Regions from separate parts of the Zea mays genome. Here region 1 is linked to region 2. Evidence: chromatin contacts called from public Hi-C data. All regions are on one chromosome and are shown on one strand. The core of a region is the stretch at or near the end of the contact, and the rest is flanking DNA. Distances in the headings are between cores, read along the strand shown.

Region 1 (7,241 bases), core at 2,754-5,253, 150 kb after region 2:
GTTGTGAGATTTGAGTAAGCCCTAATCCATTGACTTCCTCTACAAGAATATTAAGTCGTGAGTACATAGCATTTGCATTTTCATTAGTAAGCATTTCAAAAGAATTTAACTTTCGCATGGCTATGTGATATCTTTCCTCGCGTTCACTTCTAGTTCCTTCGTGTAGAGCACAAATGTCTATCCACAAATCATGAGCATTTTTATGATTTCTTACTCTATTGAACACATCTTTGCAAAGGCCTCTAAAAAGGGTGTTTTTGGCCTTAGCATTCCATTTCTCATAATTGAACTCATCACCTACAAGATTTGTGGGATCTCTAGGTTCGGGGAACCCTTGTGTGGCGGCTTTATAGACACCAATGTCTATAGCCTCTAAGTATGCTTCCATACGAATTTTCCAATAAGGAAAATCGTCACCATCAAAAACGGGAGGAGGTCCATCCCACCCGGACATCGTAACTCTAGCGGTTACGCTAATCTATGAGCAACAAGGCTCCGATACCAATTGAAAGGATCACGATGCCCAAGAGGGGGGGTGAATTGGGCTTTTCTAAAAATCAACACTAATTAAAAAACTAAGCAAGAGCTAAACAAGAGCCCAACTTCACCCCAACAACTAGCACTAAGAAAATAATACTAGAAATGCAACATAGCTAAGATAATACTTCAAATACTTGCTAAACAAATACACAATGTAAAGTGCTTGAATTAAGTGCGGAATGTAAAGCAAAGTTTAGAAGACTCCTCCAATTTTTCCCGAGGTATCGAAGAGTCGGCACTCTCCACTAGTCCTCGTTGGAGCACCCGCACAAGGGTATCGCTCCCCCTTGGTCCTCGCAAGAACCAAGTGCTCACTACGAGATGATCCTTTGCCACTCCGGTGCGGTGGATCCCTCGAGACCGCTTACAAACTTGAGTCGGGTCACCAACAAGATCTTCACGGTGATCACCGAGCTCCCAACGCCACCAAGCCGTCTAGGTGATGCCGATCACCAAGAGTAACAAGTCGTAGACTTTCGCTTGACCAAGAGAAGTCTAATGCAAGTGGTGTGTGCTCTAGGTGGCTCTCACTAGCGCTAATGAGGAACAAGCGTGGATTATGATTCTCTAATCTCCTCACTAGGCTTTTGGTGCTTGCAATGCTCTAGTAATGTGCTGGAATAAATGTGGAGTGCAAGACCTTGAATATGGTGGGTGGAGGGGGTATAAATAGCCCTCACCCACCAACTAGCCGTTACAGGCATTTCACTGCGCAATGGCGCACCGGACAGTCCGGTGCGCCACCGGTGCGCCAACGGTCGTTTCCAACGGCTAGTTCTGACAGGGAGCCGTTGGACTCATGGCGCACCGGACAGTGAACAGTCCACTGTCTGGTGCACACCGGACAGTCCGGTGCGGTGTCCGGTGTGCCACTAAAATTCAATTCCGAAAGCTGTGCTCTCGGGTTTCTGCGAAGGGGAAAGCCTCTGCCGTGGACCAGCCTGGTCCCACCTGGCAGAGAGTGCACCGGACAGTCCGGTGCACACCGGACAGTCCGGTGCCCCAAAGCCAGAAACACTAACTCTTGTTTTTCAGCTGATTTTCAAATCGGTTTTCGTTCTAACTTGAGTGTGAGTTCTAGAGTGACACCTAGCACTGTGTATGAGTGTGATTGTGCACCAACACTACACTAGAACTCTCTTGGTCAAACTACTCATCGACAACCCCTCTTTATAGTACGACTAAAAGAGAATAAAAGACCTAACTAAATCGCGAGTGTCCACATCTCCTTGACACTCGGACTCCGTAGACCTTCACCTTTTGTTTCGTCGTTTTAGCCGTCGCTTCGAGTTCTTATCTCCGGGATTGTTTTCACCGTTGTAGTACTTCTACCTGTTATGCGACCTAACTTACCATTTGTCTCTGCAAAAACACACGTTAGTCACATATAATGTTACGTTGTCATTAATCACTAAAACCAACCAGGGGCCTAGATGCTTTTAGGCCTTATCTTGTACGCTTGCGCTCCCCGCTCAGGCGGAGACCCGATGCTGCCACGTGGCTTGTTGCCCGTGACGTAAGCCAGCGGGCGGAGCCTGACATAAGGTCTCTAGGCCGCGCGGTCTCTGCATTTATTGCGGAAAGGACGCGCCGCCTGTCCACCCTGCTGACAGGCGATGTGCCCCCTCAGCATTTATTGCGTCCTGTCCACTCCGCTGGCAGGCGGCGCCAGGGCCACCCTGCAAAAGGCGCACATGTCCAGTCCATTATCAAAACAGTACGGCCGTGCTGCGCGGTGCACTGTGCTCATCATCCCTTATATGAGAAGCTTTCCTTGCACGCCGATGCTACGCAGATGATGAGGACATCACTTCTATACATACAATGAATGGACCGATAACACGATCGCGTGCACGACAGCTAATTCTCCAGGTACGTTCTGCCCTAGTCAATTGTGTTTCAGAGCTTATGCTTGGGGCCATGGATGTTTTGATGATTAGGAACCTTGGCGAGGACCAACAAGGACTTGAGAAAGGCCTAGGTGTTGAGGAGGAGCAACAAGGGCGCCCACAACAGGAAGGAGATCAAGTCCGACTCGACTGCAACTCCATCTCGGGTTCCAGGACCAGTCTGCACTAAAATGGACGCCCAAGATGCATCCAGACTCCGATTGCGACGGACTTGATATGGTTGGAAAGATAAGAAGATTATCTAACCAACCCAACTGGTTCCATCCTAAAATTCGTCCGGAGTCAACGGGAATCGTCGAAATAAGTCAGCATTCAGATTCTGTTTTGGTGCTGCGACACCATCTGTTGGGCCGTTGGACCGTGTATCGCGTCGGAGCCCATTAGGGGCGAGTCCAGGGGTCACGCACGCCCTAATACTCTATTTATTCAATAGCCGTCGCCACATTAGGTTGGGTTTTGCTTAAGTTTAGATCTGTCAAGAACAGTCGTCGTAGATCGGTTTGTGAGACCCCAACTTGTGAGCTTAATCATTCATCCGCAATATTCTAGATTGTGTTCTTTCTTGTTCTTGCTTGTGTCTTCGATTCTCAGGCAGGAATTAGCCCTCGTGGCGAGGTCAATCGCGCAGCGCACGGTTGATAACCAGAGGAGAAGTGGTGCTGCGATTGCGGGGTTCTAGTCGTGTTGATTGGAAGCCGGATCGTTTGTGTGACATCTCCACCAAATCAATAGTTATCTTCACCTGACGGAAGATCGAACACCCCGTTCCTATCAGCAGATCTCGGATGTCAGGGCACAAGAAGATTGCTCCAGCAGCAAGCATTAGTAGCTCCAAGTACTACATCCGTTATGTTCCTGGGCCCACATGCCGGGGCTCAGTATTCTTGTACATACCCCCTTAGCTATAAAAGGGGAGGTATGCAGCGTTACAAGACAAGCTCTCTCAGGACCAGACTTAGACAGACTCTCGATTCCCAAGCTTCCACAACAATCCAACCCACAGTGGAGTAGGGTATTACGATCCGGCGGCCCGAACCACTCTAAATCCTCGCGTGTTCATGTGCTTGGTGATCGCTTAGCAAGACAGACAAAACGCTTAAGCCCCTTCCTCATCTTAGGATTTAGGGCGAGTGCACTCTGCCACCCGGTCGGAGAATTCCCTCTCTGACACTCTCTATATAGAGTTTCTCTAAACGATTCTCTATTCATTTGAATACTTTAAATAACCGGTTTAGCAAAACTAAAATATGTACAATATATTTGAGAGAATGACAAATAATGTACAAAAATAAAAAATAAAAAAATGTCTTTAATATAGGTATTTACGTATAGATGACGTGATTTAGAGAACGTTATTGGAGGAGAATGAGATATAGAGGATAAAATATTTTATAAAAAACTGTAAATGACAGATCTAGAGTATGAATATAGAGGATATTGCTGAAGACATGAAGACAGACTAAGAGAAGCTGACTCCAAACTGAACCAACGGCTCCTCGCCGAAACGCGACTCCCGCTGATCCAAATCCATTGAGCGGGAGAACCCGACATCCAAAATTCCCCAAACCCCCTCCCAAGTCCCAACCCTAGCCGGCTAGCCTCCTTCCCCTTCAGCCTTCACACCTCCGATTTCTCGCGCCTTCGTCTCCCGCCCAATTTCCAGAAGCTTCTAGAACCAGGTTTCTAACCCTACCGCAGAATGATGCTTTCTTGCGCCTAGTAGCCTGGGGCGGAGGCATGGACGGCGGCGGGGAGGGGGGCTCGAGCGGCGGGAGGTTCCCTATTCTGCAGGCGAACAGGGACCCCGAGTCGAATTGGGAGGTGGACGTTGCCAAGAGCCTCGAGGATTACCTGCTCAAGATCTGCTCAGGGGAGGTCTCCGGCGAGGACGGGGCCCACTCTGTCAACTTTGCCGAAGGTACGGTGGTGCGGAGGACCAGGGTTTCTTGCGGTCAATGTGCGGCACTTCTTTTCAGCGGCTGTGCTATCTTAGGGGTCTGGAGAGCTGGGAATTGGGAGTGGGAGGTTAAAAATTTGACACTTCGGGTGGTTTGACACTTTGACGATGGATGGAGGCTTGAACATGTGGACTTGACTTGCTTGATCTTGCGCGGTTTTATTTCCTTTGCTTGAATAAATGTTAAAGGAAGCAGCTTCTTTTTAGTTGTTAGCTCGCCCAAGGTTTTTACCCTTTCTAAGGACAATTAAATATGGGAAATGTACCAGAACAAAGTTATTTTGCCTTGTTAATTTGTGTCTTCTTATCTACAGCGGCGTTATTACTCCAAGGATCGGTTCAAGTGTACAGTAGGAAGGTGGAGTACTTGTACTCGTTGGTGCTTCACGCGTTAGAGTTCCTCTCGCAAAAGAAGTAAGGAAATATTGATGTTGCTTTTGTATCTATCCGTTATGCACTAATTGCTTCCCTGGACGCTGTATTTTGTATTACCCGTCGAATGTGGGACTGAAACCGGTATTGATAAATGCATTCTACATTTTTGCGCATCTTATACGAGTAGGCTTTGTGAAAGGGCCTCTAGCTGGGTTTGTTAGGTGGTCTGACTGTCCGAGTAACCCTGCTCAGGCCCTGAGTTAAAAAAAAAATCCCCTCATCTGTTCCACGGCAAAGCACAGGTCCAAGGCCTGGTTTTGGTCGCGACCGTTCTTACATAGGCTACTGGCGTGATTGGTTCTCGTTTCTATGACATGCCGGTACCTGTGCAGCCAGGCGCTCCCGAACCAAGTTCTGAGCATGCAGCAGCACCTTGTTTGTTTGGCGTTTCCATTCGTACCATTATACCGCAGTGTGATTGGTTGGTCGTTTTCTACTTGCCTCGTGCATGCCTTGAGAGAGCAGCGAACACGAGGACTCACAGAATGGGCTAGGCTGTGTAGAAACGAAAACGAAATGTGTTTCCCGGGAACCAGGCTCGGCGGCGGCGTTTGCACGTGGGCAGCCAGGTTCCAGGGACCGTTCAGCTATCCAAACAACACATTTCTGGATCCCGTCAGCCTGGTTGGGCAAAATCCAACCAACCAATCACGCCGTAAGATGCCGCTGTGTATGAGTGGGGCTAAGGTTCGGGGGTTTCTCGACATGTGTGAGAAGATCTTCTTAATGTAATGCCCAGAGGCTGTTTTACCCCCGTAGGTTGAGTTTTTTTATGAGTAGGCTTTAAAAATATCACTTGGCAGATAAACATTTTCTGCTTGGTTCGGAAACCATAGACTTTCGAAATAGGACATTTGTATCTGCCTTATAGGAACCTCAATGAAGTATGCTTGTTTTAGATGATCTCCGAATGACACCTTTCATTCTTACTTTTGGTACTCCACCATACTGGGCATTTTATTGTCTTAAATTCTATATGTAGCTCCCAAGCATTGAGGTCAAGTAGATGGCTCAGATCCATGTTCACTTGGTTGGCCCAAATCCATGTTCACTTGGTTTGATTTACTCTGTGCTCAGAGGGATCAATGTCAACATATTGCTAAACGAAGGCCTTTCTATACTTTGGAAGATAATAATATAATCATGGCACTAAGGCATCACCTAGGTGCAAGGGTGAAGGCGTGAAGCTACAGCTTGCCATTGGGATAAGCTGAGCCTGTCATTTTTTTGGAAATTCGAATAGAATATTACTTGCCATCGGGGTCAGCCGACCCTGACGAATTTTGGAAATTGCAATTGAATACTACTGTATATAGAGCAAGCAGTTCCTAATGACCACACCATTTTCAGACAAGACCCTGATGGTCATTTGGCCTAGATTAGCCCCTGCCTAGGGTTTGCTTTGGCTTTATGATGGTTGGCAGTAACTTCCATAGTTGACGCCTTGCCTAATGGTTGCATGGAGAGAAGGGGAGTAAACGAACACATCTATGTTATTCTAATTTAGGCCTCCTTGCAAAATAGCCAAATGCCATCCTCTGGGGCTGAAGAGTGAAGACTCATGTGGAAGGAAGGAGTGGAAAGAGACGAGATGGAGAGAAGCAAAGATGCAATGGTAAACATGTGAGACGTGAGGCCGATGATTCCGATCATGGGTCATGGCTCACCTGTATCCAAATTGCCAGTGTTTTATGCAGGCCTTACAAATCCTGTCCTTTTAGCTTTCTTTTTTCTCTCTCTGAGTCAACCTTGCCCCTTCCGGTCTACCCCGATACCAATGGTTTCATTGGCTCTTTTGTTTCATCATTGCTGCTACCACTCTTAATATCATTGTAAGCATTTCTTCCTTTACTGCCTTGAACACTGTTCCACCTCCATTCTAGAGAGGAGGGTACACATTGTCTCAGCTTATAGTATTGCTGAGAGAGAAGAATTTCGATTCATCAAGTTGTCATTGTATGTACAAGAGTGCCTCCTGAATGTCTAGATCAGTGTGATACCTTGGGTTTAAATGATATGTTGAGGATTTCTCTAATACTAGCTATAATAGTCTAAAGCATTATAACTATGCCAGACAGGAACAACTGGAAAATGGCTCAGCTCAAGCTAATCAAAACAACCCTAGCATTATTCCCAGTGAAGAAGATGATATATTTATTGGGCTAGATGATGTCCCAGGTAAGTGGATCCTTCACCGAATGAGCTTACTTCGAAAGTCATGGAGCTAAAAACATTTTTAACCTTGTTTAAATGTACCAGTGGAAACAAGAATATCTCTGGATAACAATGTCGATCGAGATGATTTACAAAGAAAAATTGTGAGGCCACCAGCAAACCTACTGGTGTTTGAAGGGGACTGTCTGGATAGTGAAGCAAGCGAGCTAGATTCATATTTGGTA
Region 2 (6,593 bases), core at 3,640-6,139:
AGCCGACCCCCAACGAACGGGGCACGGACGTCCACTCGGATTACCCGCTTGCAGCTCACCGGAGACACCATGTTCGGTGCCCATCGAGGGTAACATGGCGCACTCCCCCCTCCTCCTTGCGGAAAGGCGACGTAGGGGCGTATGTAAAAAGTCGAGTCTGTCCCTGATCGTCCTCTCACCCTGTGCAGAGGCTCGGGGGCTGCTCTCGCAAAAACCGGCTCCGGCCAAATCGTTGACAGCGTCAACATACCAGCCCGAGAGCTTGGGCCCCGACCGTGCACCCGGGCTACGGCCAGTTCGCATGAGGGAACGACCAGACCAGCCGAAGCGTTAAGCGAAGTATTAAGACCTCGAAGGAGTGTAACCACTCCTCCGAGGCCTCGGGGGCTACACCCGGCGGGTGCGCTCGCGCGCACCCACCGGAACGAAATGCAACCGAGAAAGGCTGGTCCCCTTGCAAAAAAGTGCGACAAAAGCCTCCAAGCGAGTGCTAACACTCCCTTCGAGGCTCGGGGGCTACTGTCGGGGACCATAATTAGGGGTACCCTCAAGACGCCTAATTCTCAGCTGGTAACCCCCATCAGCATAAAGCTGCAAAGGCCTGATGGGTACGATTAAGTCAGGGATCAGTCCACACGAGTGACTCGATCACGCTTCACCCGAGCCTAGCCTCGGCCAAAGGCAGCCGACCTCGAGAGACTTCCGTCTCGCCCGAGGCCCCCCTTTTATGGCGGACACATCACCGGCTTGCCCGAGGCCTTGGCTTCGCTCAGAAGCAACCTTGACTAAATCGCCGCACCGACTGACCAGATTGCAGGGGCATTTAACGCAAAGGTGGCCTGACACCTCTATCCTGACACGCGCCCCCGGCAGAGCCGAAGTGACCGCCGTCACTCCACTGCTCCACTGGCCGGTCTGACAGAAGGACTGCGCCGCCTGCACCACTCCGACTGCAGTGCCACTCGACAGAGTGAGTCTGACAGGCAGTCAGGCCTTGCCAAAGGCGCCACGGCGAACTCCGCTCCGCCCGACCCCAGGGCTCGGACTCGGGCTAAGACCCAGAAGACGGCGAACTCCGCTCCGCCCGACCCCAGGGCTCGGACTCGGGCTAAGACCCGGAAGACGGCGAACTCCGCTCCGCCCGACCCCAGGGCTCGGACTCGGGCTAAGACCCGGAAGACGGCGAACTCCGCTCCGCCCGACCCCAGAGCTCGGACTCGGGCTAAGACCCGGAAGACGGCGAACTCCGCTCCGCCCGACCCCAGGGCTCGGACTCAGGCTAGCACCCGGAAGACGACGAAACTCCGCTTCGCCCGACCCCAGGGCTCGGACTCCGCCCTGGCCTCGGCCAAACGACTTCCGCCTCGCCCGACCCCTTGGCTCGGGCTCGGCCACGGCAACAAAAGGCAAACTCAACCTCGGCTTCGGAGGAACCCCCACGTCGCCCTACCTAGGGCATAGACCGCCACGTCAACAGGAGGCGCCATCATCATCCTACCCCGAATCGACTCGGGTCACGGAGAACAAGACCGGCGTCTCATCCGGCCAGCTCCGCCGGAGGGGCAATGATGGCGCTCCGCAAGCTCTGTGACGACGGCGGCCCCCGGCTCTCTTACGGAAGCAGGACAACATCAGCAGGGACTCGACCGCTCCAACAGCTGTCCCTCCATCAGGCTCCGCCGCACCTCCGACAGCCACGACATCACGCCAGCAGGGTGCCCAGATCTCTCCGGCTGCCACATTGGCATGTACCTAGGGCGCTAGCTCTCCCTCCGCTAGACACGTAGCACTCTGCTACATCCCCATTGTACACCTGGATCCTCTCCTTACGACTATAAAAGGAAGGACCAGGGCCTTCTCAGAGAAGGTTGGCCGCGCGGGACCGAGGACGGGACAGGCGCTCTCTTGGGGTCGCTCGCTTCCCTCACCCGCGTGGACGCTTGTAACCCCCCTACTGCAAGCGCACCTGACCTGGGCGCGGGACGAACACGAAGGCCGCGGGACTTACACCTCTCTCACGCTCGACTCCGGCCACCTCGCCTCTCCCCCCTTCGCGCTCGCCCACGCGCTCGACCCATCTGGGCTGGGGCACGCAGCACACTCACTCGTCGGCTTAGGGACCCCCCTGTCTCGAAACGCCGACAGATGCGTAGGTACTTCTCAATTGCCATAATGGGACCCTTCACGTCGACAAGGATGGAAAATTGACTGACGATGCTGGTAAGTCGAAGAGCGAAATTTTTGACCCCCTCGCCATCCTTCAACGCAAGTTCCTTGTTCTGGCGCCACACGCGCTACGTGCTCGTATTCCTGACATGATTATCGCGTGTGGATGCCTTCCCACACTGCTCTTGCTGATGGCTTGGTGGCGATAGAGGCTACCATCAACTGCGGTACAACGTTGTAGACTGCATCCGAAGTCATTTGATTGACGTGGAGCTCGACGCACCGGGATTGATGGCATTCCAGAGACACCTTGTCTCTAGCTTGATCTTCATGAGCATTGACCAATTGTTGTATTTGGCGTTTGTCAACATCGGGCAATCGTTTGGCCCTGTCGTGGCGTTGTCGTGCCTAACAACGACCTCACAATTTCTTTATCGATGGGGTAGGGAATGGTTGTGGTGCTATGGCTTCACAGGCCCATTAGGGTCAGTCGACCACGATAAAATGTGTAATTCCTTTAGCAAAAACATTGTTAAAAGTTAAAAAATATCATATCATACTCTCTCCATCCCAAAATACAATTTGTTTTAGGTTAGACATATGAATGTAGTTTGTACGTATCTCTACATTCATTATCATTCATTCGAATTTGGAAAAAAGGAGGGCTATAAAGAAATATATTTTAGGATGAGTATAATGAAGCTGACCTTAATAACCCTAATAGCATTTTTATTAGATTCATCATTATGCGGTTTGCGTGAGCGCTCTGGTGGAATGGACATGGCGCACAGGTCCGACTTTGGAAGCACTATCAGAATCTAACTCTTTGTCGAGTGCAATTTATCGGGCACTCGGTTTGCCGAGCGCTACACTATACCACACATGTTGTATAAAATTTGAAAAAATATTTGTGAACTTTACTCTACTCTAATACCCTTTTGATACATGCAACCGAACATTGTCTCGTTATAGCCAGGACTAATTGAACTAATTAACCAAACATTGGACTGATTCATACATTAAAACAATTAAAATAGGCCATCAATTAACCAAACATTGGACTGTTGCATACATTAAACCGGGTCATCTATAACCTGGCTGATTGGGCGAGCCAGGCTCAGCATGGAAGGGAACCAATCACACCCCTTCAGAACCGACTGGAACAAGGAGGTGATGGACGAACTGTCAGCACGATGCCCTGCCATATTGCCATCCATGCACATGTTGGTCATAGCAGCGAGACCTGAAATGATATATGATTGTTGTATCCTGTTGGACTTGTGACTCCAACTGCAGGTGGAGAACGCCAGGGCAAGGCTGGACAAGTGGGACGACAAGCAGCAGCCTTTCCTAGAAGGTTGATTGAGGATCTAGATCACTGTCAGTCTGTGGCGCTGATGGGCCCTTTTTTTTGTAACGACGAGAAGTGGCGTCGGAGGGGCATGGAACGGAATCGTTTGGGTTTTGGAGAGCATGCGTGTAGTCCTATCACGCATGTCGATTAATATTTTATCGTACTATACTATAGTGTAGTTTGAAGTGGTTGGCTGGTTGCACGCACTGACGCACTTTTTGGTCTCAACACCGACTAGGACAACTAGATACGGCTATCACCAGGATTTCAACCATGGTGGGTGGAGTTTATTCGTTTTTTTAATCATAAACATGTTACATGCCTAGTAGGGTGAAATTATTGTATTTTAAGCTTCCAACAAATCCTACGGTTCTCATAAGAAACCTCTTGCTCCATAAATCCAACTTCTACCAAAAAAAAAACTAAAGTCTCCAGACCATGCAACAAGTCCAAGTTATTAATTCCCGGAATTCAAACCGGGGAAATGAAATAACTTCTTGCTCCCCAAAACATCATACTACCTTCATTGTTCCAATTTATGATTCATTTGATTTTTTTATTAAAGCTTGGTTGGCTCGTCTTATTCAAAATTTCATAGTTATTATAAATTTTTTACTATTATATCGATTAGCATATGATATATTTTGATTTTTTGTAGAAAAATAAATAAGACGAGTCGGTCAAACTTAGTAAAAAAATAAATGAATTATAAATCGGGCCGGGAACAATATATAAATTGTAGCAATGAAAAGTTACTGAAATACAAATTATTAATGGATAGAATTCTAAATACAACATTATCCTTTAGATATTTCAAATGTTGGCTCTTATCACTTTTATTGGATAATTTCGGTTTTTATCAATCCTTTTTTACCGGAAATTTTTATCAATCTTATGCTCATCTAAGACTTCGTTTTGTTTGATATGTATCATGTGTATGTAATATATTGTGGTATTACAAATACCAAATGGCCAGACTTTGTAAGGTATTTATTATACATACCAATTTTTTTTACTCCTTAGTAATTTTAAGTAGCCATCTTTTTACATCATCGCCCGCCACTGCATGCACTCCTATATACTGGGCTGGGCCCAACACGTTGGATCCCATGGGCAGAAAAAAAAGATGGCGTTGTCTGCTGAAGTCGGAACACGTTGGGTGCAGCGGCGGAGAACATGTGACCTCCAAAGGTTTACAAAGGTAAAAAAAAAGATGGTGGTCTGCTTTAATGTGGATCTGGGCCCGAGTTGGGCTCTCAGTGCAGCCGGCCTGTTATCCTCCCACCGTTGGAAGCGGGCAGTGATCGCTGCTCTGTTAAACCAGCCTCACGCCGTGCCTACCGCTTCAGGCCTAGAGAGGTCCAAGGCTTGCCCTGAGCCCCGCCAGACACTCCCAACTTGGGATGGACAGTCCAGCCTAGTGGCACATATGGGCCCAGGCCCAGAAGCCGTCAGAAAGCATCCGCACCACCTTTAATGCCCCCACTAGGGTTACAAGCTCTCGTAACTGAGCTCGGCGAGTGAGGGAGATCGGGATGAATATTTAAGTTGGTGTGCTGCAGTGTCGACTGCCGAGGTGGTGCTAAATATGACTTGAGCGAAGGGTGGCTTGGAGGAGTGGGCTTTCGTTGCTTCTCTCGACGAAAATACTTGTCGTCGGGCCAACGGCCCTGCGCACTTTGCAGCACAATTTCCATCACAGGCCGGATGAAAACAGAGCTGTAAAGTGTAAAGATACCCCTTCGCAACGTTTTTATTCACCAGAACAGCACTGAACTGAAAGGCAACATTTTCTCTTTTTTTTCATCTGAACAACTAACAGGCAACACTGTACTTGGAATTCAGAGGCACTACCTCTGCATGGAAAAAGGCTTTGTGAGGGTTTTGTATAAGCTTGCTCCATGGCAGCTGGTGCCTGAAACAATTTATACGCAATAAAGATTTTCTTCTCTCCATATTTCATTTGAAAAATTTATACGCAATAAAGTTTGGCGTCCTTGTACCCTGATAAGAAAAGAGCAAAAAATCAGGTCAGGCACGGGCCTTAGTTTTAGTCAATGGGCCGGCACAAGTAAAAAAGAAATGTAGTTTTCACATGAAATGAGTTGGAAGCAAACAAAAAGGCAAAAACGATGGCAAAGATGTACAGGGTCCTTTCAAATCACAGTGAGATGAGAGGTCACCATCGTCTGTTCTTCATTCGTACAAGTTGGAAATCTGAACCCGTGGACATGCATGGACCGGAACTGTGGCAAAAGTATGGCCCAGAAAAGATCGGACCGTGCCATGCATCGTTTTGTCTCCGTACAGTACGGTATAACTTGAAGAAACGCGCAATCTTCCGAGGGACACAGAACTTGCTTGGATTAGAGCTGCAAGAAATGAACAACGACTATATAACTCAGCACATGTAGGTGCAAGAAGTTCGTGGTCCCTCGTCGTCTTGCCACGCCGTCGCGAACCAAGATGCTGCCGGCGAGTGCAGCAACGCCGCCACCTGCCTACGACAGGCTGGACAAGAAGGACGCAGAGGAGGCGCGGCACGTCCGGGCGCAGTTCCTGATCCACAAGGTGCTCAACGATCCGACGCCGTCGTCGTCGTCGAGGGCGGTACGGTAAGGTCTAGGAGTAGCTAGGCCACCGGCGCTGGTGAGGGTGAAGCAGGCAAGGGTCGGCGTCCGGCTGAAGAAGCTCAGGCTCGCCATCCGTGGCGTGAGGGCGCGCGCCCGCCGCGCCGTGCAGAGGCACCTCAGGAACCTCAGGAGGCTCATCGCGCGTGGAGGAGGAGGAGGACGGGGATCGTCGTCAGTGAGGCCGGCAGCGGCAGGGCCTCCTCCCTCTTGATGGCTTCGACTTCTCCCTGACGGCAACGAGGCATGGAAACCGACGTCGTGTTGGGCCGGTTCGAGCAATGCGACCACTATGCGGTGTGGTAGTGGTCTGGTGTACAAGCATTTTCGATGCGTATAAGTATATATAACGCACTGTGTACGTACCCCATATTATACATTGCATGTTCATGCGCCGGGACAGCAGACAGACAGGTGAGGTAGGGTGTCGTGCACTCCTGTCG

Evidence for each region. Hi-C and Micro-C count contacts between places; a contact is called where the count stands out from the background.
Region 1: a contact with region 2 is called in a Hi-C map of leaf, with 5 times the contacts expected there. The contact joins the promoter of LOC100277921 here to the enhancer-like site in region 2. A contact is called at or near these places in 5 of 25 Hi-C or Micro-C datasets (bundle sheath, leaf, root tip and 1 more).

Annotation. Positions count from the first base shown.
Region 1 is chr7:162,402,171-162,409,411 of Zm-B73-REFERENCE-NAM-5.0, forward strand. LOC100277921 reads left to right here and starts at 4,004. Exons shown (of 11, transcript NM_001151364.1): 1 at 4,004-4,368; 2 at 4,722-4,821; 3 at 6,917-7,020; 4 at 7,102-7,238. The coding sequence starts at 4,188.
Region 2 is chr7:162,253,907-162,260,499 of Zm-B73-REFERENCE-NAM-5.0, forward strand. No RefSeq gene overlaps it. Among protein-coding and RNA genes, the nearest start is that of LOC103633229, 5.2 kb to the right of the region's middle. Within about 2 kb of position 4,890, at least 19 of the 20 cell types and tissues checked have an H3K27ac peak or open chromatin away from gene starts, as enhancers often do. A contact at or near this core is called in bundle sheath, leaf, root tip and 1 more, where this site is marked.